Regions from separate parts of the Anser cygnoides genome. Here region 1 is linked to region 2. A link is a contact called in public Hi-C data. All regions are on one chromosome and are shown on one strand. The core of a region is the stretch at or near the end of the contact, and the rest is flanking DNA. Distances in the headings are between cores, read along the strand shown.

Evidence for each region. A called contact is a pair of places that touch in the nucleus more often than the background predicts.
Region 1: a Hi-C map of liver shows a contact between it and region 2, with 4 times the contacts expected there. The contact joins the enhancer-like site here to the promoter of HIVEP2 in region 2. A contact is called at or near these places in 4 of 7 Hi-C or Micro-C datasets (granulosa cells and liver).

The regions. Positions count from the first base shown.
Region 1 is chr3:58,203,843-58,206,917 of Taihu_goose_T2T_genome, reverse strand. No RefSeq gene overlaps it. Among named protein-coding and RNA genes, the nearest start is that of HIVEP2, 150 kb to the right of the region's middle. Within about 2 kb of position 1,292, at least 2 of the 3 cell types and tissues checked have open chromatin away from gene starts, as enhancers often do. A contact at or near this core is called in liver, where this site is marked.
Region 2 is chr3:58,049,231-58,052,031 of Taihu_goose_T2T_genome, reverse strand. It overlaps HIVEP2 (HIVEP zinc finger 2), which reads right to left and starts at 1,511. Exons shown (of 12, transcript XM_048080738.2): 1 at 718-1,511.

The DNA.
Region 1 (3,075 bases), core at 43-2,542, 160 kb before region 2:
AAAAACAGAAATGAAGCTTGTTTGGCGTATTCAGAATAGAGTGTTCATGTAATCAGAAGAAAATATTGCGTTGAGTTCTGTGAATGGTACACAGATACTATGGGCAATTGGAGCCTTATACATTTATATAACGCATAATTACTTAATTCAATTATTCAAAGAAAATTACTTCACACCCCCACAGAATACCCTGTATCTTGCTAAGGAGACAGATATGCCTGGTTTTACACTCAAGTAATGTCACCTCCAGTAGAAGCTCATTTATTAAAATACCAGAATACTGCTGTATGATGCCTAGTGTAACACCCACCTCCCACGCACACAGGGCAGTGCGCGTCTTATAACAAAGGAGGCATTCATAGCTATTATCTTGAAAGGTAGTATGGGCGATAAATGCATTAAAGGGACCAGAGAAATGTTCATTTCACCAAGAAAAAACTAACATAGCTTAGCGGTGTTTTTACAGGAAGCTGAAGTTCATCCATACTTGGTATCCCAGGACCAACTTCCCCACACGCTGTCAAAAATTTTATTATAACCTTGAACTTCATCTGTGTCTTACATCTATCAAGAACCCCAAATCCAGACACTTTACCCTTTGTTCCCAAAAGGTCCAAAACTAAATTTGGGTCTCAGCTCTTTAGCTAAGGCCTTGGCAGCTTCACCTAGGCCTGTTACCACCAAGACATCACTGCCAGCTCAAGCTCTCTTGCAGGCTGGAGCAGGCACAGGAGCAGGAGCAGGAGCAGGCGCAGGAGCAGGAGCAGGAGCAGGAGCAGGAGCAGGAGCAGGGCTCCTGAGAGCCCCTTGGTTTGGGTTAGACAGACACTGGTGACTGGGTTCACTGCTTCCCTGCGGAAGGGTGCTGGCTGCAGCTTTTGCTGCTGTTATAGCTACAACAGCTCTCTGTCCATTAATATGCCTTTTGTGCAAAATCCAGTCTGGCACTTTCAAGAAGGAAAAGGTGGTAATGAAGGGAATCTCAAGTTCCTAAACCTACTCCAAACTATTAGAAAAAAAAATGATTGAGATTGAGCTATGATTCTTGGAGGAGAATGAAAGAAATAAATGGAAAAACAGACAAACAAAAAACAGCTTCAGTACTACCAGGTCACTCTATGCAAAGTGATTTCTCTGATCTTTCCCTGCTCCACCACTTTTGCTGAGCATTTAAGAAATGGTAACAGATTTCCAGAGCAGCAGACTGACAAGCGGCATTTCAGTGAGAGGTCAGCCCTCCGCATGGGCCACGTGAAGTGTGTGACAACCTGCTTGCCCAGTTGGTAGCTGAAGGTGCTCAGCAGGTCTAACTGCAAAGGCGACAGCTTTGCTTTCCGAGCTCAGATAGTGTTATTCAGAGCAAACCGCAACCTCTTGTGTGTTGAAACTCGCAAAGCCCAGTGGGACCGAAGCAGGGCACCAGCTGCTTCCAAACAGGAACGGCCAGATTTGGGGGGGTTCACGCTAGCCACAGGACAGAGATTAGCAGTCACGAGGTTCATGCAGGTCAGACCTTCCCTTTCCCTTCAGCAAGTTTAACTCCTCAAGCGCAGCAGACTCACACTTTGTCTTCATGCCATGTCCTGACAGTGCATGCAGGAAGCAGGAAAACCTAACGCGTGCTATATAAAGCAGCACAAATATGCACATTGTGTAACAAAGGTCTGTTGAAAGGAGATAAAGAGACAGCCCGATTTCTTTCCCTTTTTCGCCCGTGTCCTCATTCCCCTCCGCCCTCCCGCCTGGCTGTCTGGGGGAGGTTTCACATTGCATTAGCGTTACCGCCCGTGCGTTGGCCTTTGCTGTGCCACCGCCGCCGGCTGCCTGGCAGCTGGGGCAGGGACAGCCTCCGACGGGCAGGATGGGGACCACTCTGTGGTGACAGACCCTCAGCCCGAGGCAGATCTTTGGGGCATGGAGCAGCCGCGCGGCATCACCGCTCCGTCCATCACTTCCAGCTGCCTTCAGTTGGGTATCTAGGGCAGCTTTGGCAGCTCACAAAGCCTATTGTTTTGATGCTGATGATGCCCAGTTAGACCTTGACCCTCGGCATTAAAAAGAAGACATCTTTATTTCTTTTTTTTTTCTTTCTTTTTTTTTTTTTTTCCCAGGGAACTCCATCATACTGCGCAATGCCTCTTGTATCTAACCTCATTAAAGGAACTCGTCTAACTCAGCTGTACTGAGGAAACTCTCACCTCCCCCAAAGGCAATGACTCAAGATACTAATCAGTACAATGAGGATGTCTGAGGGTTTTTCCATCCACTACTTCAGTCTGGGCTATACTTTTCCTTCCTCCACTACTGCAGCCACAAAGGCTGTGCTCACTTTGTAAAGGAAGGCATCCAGCCACTTCTTGTGCTGACCGCCTGGGGAATATGTAAGTTTAAGCCAAGTGCCAAACAATTAAAAGTGGCCCAGAGTACACCCAGAAGAGGCTATATTCTGCTTTACCGTACCCTTCCCTCTTTACTGTTCTTTGTTTCTGCTTTCTTTGCTTTCCACCATAATTTTGCCCTTGCAGCCCTTTGGGGTTTGAGCAGAAGTAAGTGCCATTTCTGAAGAAGACTCTTAGAGAAAATATGGCTGCTGCATTTGGCCCAGAAACATCTTCACAGCTGCTGACCATCACGGTTTCATCCCTGGTTGTTGAAGAGATGAGATAGGAACACCCTCAGGATTCAGAAATATGTCGTACTAAGGCCCGACCTAACAATGTAACACCACCTGAAGTTGCTCTGCTCACATCTCTGGAAATAAAATTGGTGGGTTCAGACCTTTTGGTGTTATAAGCAATGAAGGAACTGACAGGAGCCACACACAGGACATGGGGATTTTCTAGAAAACCAAGGGCACCCCCACTGCCATTTACTTTCCCTGACGGTGCATGCCCCAGTCCCTCAGGCCCACACAGCAAATCCAGTCAGAACTTACTGCTAACAACACCGAGCCACCTCTGAAAGGGTATTATTAAAAGTCATTCATTGCATTAATTCACAACCCTAATTTAACGTCAGCAGACCTTTATCTTTTAGCCTGAGGGGGTTATGCTAGCTCCTGCAAGCCAAAACCCA
Region 2 (2,801 bases), core at 262-2,761:
CCGTGCCCCCGGCAGACCCCGCGCCGCTGCCACCACCACCACCGCCACCGCCGCCGGCGGCCGAGCCCCTCGCGAACCCCCTTCCCGCGGCGCTCACACGTCATGGAACATTCCCGGAACGGGCCCGCGGCCCACCCACTTCAGGGAACGGCCGCCGCGCCGCGCACCCGCTCACACACACACACACACACACACACACACATGCACGCTCACACACACACACACACACACACATATGCACGCTCACACACACACACGCACACTCGCGGCCGGCAGCGGGCGTCCCCCCGCAGCGCCCCCCTCCCCTGCCCGCCCCGCGGGGGCGTTCCGGCCGCCGCCGCCGCCGCGCCGGGTGGCCCCGGGCGCACCCCCCCCCCCCCCCACCCCCCCGAGGCCGCGGGCAGAGCGCGGCCGGGGCGCCCCCGCGCACCCCCCTCCCCGCCGCGGCAGGGGGTTGCGCAAGGCAGCCCGCTCCCCGGCTGCGTGCGCTCGCAGGCTGGGTATTCCCCGCGTTCCCCGGCGCCGTGTCACCCGCACAGGCCCGGCCCCGGCACCCACGGGCCCCTCCGGCGCCGGGGCCAGCCCCGCCGGCCGCGCTGCCCCGGGGCACCGCCGGGCCGGCGCCCTCCCCCCCCCCCCCCCCGCCGCCTGTCAAGCGCCCCCTCCCCGCAGCCCCGGTGCCCCCCCGGCCCCGCGGGGCGGCTGTCAGCCGCTCACCTGGGAAGCGGCGGCGGAGGAGGAGGGAGCGGAGCCCTCCCGGTGCCCTTGCTGCCGCTGCCGCTGCTGCTGCCGCTGCTGCTGCTGCTGGCGGCGGTGCTGGTGCTCCCGCCGGGCGCTCCGTTTGCCCGGAGCTCGGCGGCCGGCGGCGTTCCTTTATATAAGGCCAGGCAGAGATATTCCAGCGGCCAAGGGGCGTCTGTCTCGCGTATTTATCTTAAGGTAGCTCATCGCTGCCCCTCCGCCGGGAACGCACCAGCATCACCGCGGCACTGACGGGGGCGAGGCGGAGGCCGGCGGCCGCGGTCGGGAAGGAGAGGAGAGGAGAGGAGGGGAGAGGAGGGCAGGGAGGCGAGGCAGGGCTCGCAGCTCGCAGCCCGGCCGGGCTGTTCCTGGCGCCGCTTCCCACGGCACAAGTTACGGGGCGGCGAGCGCCGAGCCAGCGCCGGGAGCGCGCCGCCCGTGACGTCACCGGGTCCCCCAGCGCGGCGGCGGCGGCGTGTGAGGGAGGGAGGGAGGGGAGGGACGGAGCGAGCGGGGCGCGCCCGGCCGCGGGGTGATGGGCGCTGCCCGCGCGGCTGTGCGAGGGAGCGGGGCGCGGAGCGCAGCGGAGAGGTGCGGCGGGGAGAGGCGGGGCGAAGGGGAGGGGGCAGGGCCTCGGCCTCGCCCCGCCGGGGGACATCTCCGCTCCCCCCGGCCCCTCCCCGCGCAGGGAACTCCCCGGGGAGCCGGCCCCGCGCGGCCGTGCGGGTCCCGCTGGGCAGCGGGCATCCTCCCCGCGGCCCTCAGGGGCGCCGCTCGCCCCCCCCGCCTGCCCCCCTCACACCCCCTCAGCCGTTACAGGGCCGTTATTTTAACGGCCGCCCCCCCAACACACACACACACACGCGCGCGCGGACCCCCGGGGCCGGTTAACGGCCGCCGGGGCTCGCGCCCACGGGGCCGCCCGCAGCCAATGAGCGGCCGCGACGTCGTGCGGGGAGGGGCGGGGCCGGGCCGGGTCGGGCCGGGGCCGCGCTCCCGCCGCAGCCGGGGGCAGAGCGGCCGTGAGGGGAATCCCCCGCGGCGGGGCGGGGCGGGGCCGGGCCGCGCCTCTCACCCTGACGGGGCACGGCGGCGGGCGCTGCCTCCTGTGGCACGGCGGCGTTAATAACGGCGCGTGACGACCCGCGCGAGTGTCGCCTCGGCCGTCACGGCCGCTGCCGGTGACGACACAGATCCCTTATACTTCAGCAGCGATGCTCACAGTTTATTAAACACCATAAATTGTTCTAAAAACCTGTGTCTTTGTTGTTTGTTTTTTTGCTCAGGACATACAGAATGCATAGGTTGGGTGAGCCGTGCTGCTCCCCAGCCGGGTAATGGGGAATATGTTACATAACTTTTCCTGTAATGATACAGTTGAGTCGAAACGCTAAATTGCCATTCCTAAAATAGCTGACAATTTCGCAGGGATTCATCCTGCCTTTCCTTGGGAAAAATTACTCTGCTCCCCAAGCCCGTACCCGCAAGGCTCTTCACCGTTTCTTCACAAAGCTGTCACGGATGCAGCCCCGCCAGAGGAGACGCTGCCTTCCCACCACGGGATCCATCCTGTCCCTCAGGAGCCCGTGGGGAAGGGCTGCTCGCAGGGTCTGATCCTCGTCCCCTGTGGGGGAGAGAAGGGCCCCGAGCTGGGGCTGGGATGCCCCAGAGCCATGCAGGGGCTCTGCCAGCAGCCCCCCATGGGGACTCCCCAAGAGCTGAGGGGAGACAAAAAGCAAGAACTGGCTGGATCAGGAGGCTGGGAGAGAGCCCTCAAAGGGTTGTGTCTGTCTCCTGCTTTGCTTTGGATGCCGAGCGCATCAAAAATCAGCTTGTACGGCAGCATTACTTCCGATAACTGAGGGGACTTTTGTTTCCAGAGATATTTACCCTCTCCTGACCCTCTCGAGTTCCTGCCCTCAGAGATAACCAGCAGCTATGAGTTTCACATATCAGTCATTCAATACCATAAAGCGTATTTCCAGCCACAGCGTTCCGCCTTCCCACTTGCACACACCGCTTTCATGTTGCTCAAGTGCCGCCTTGCCCTGTGAGAAAAG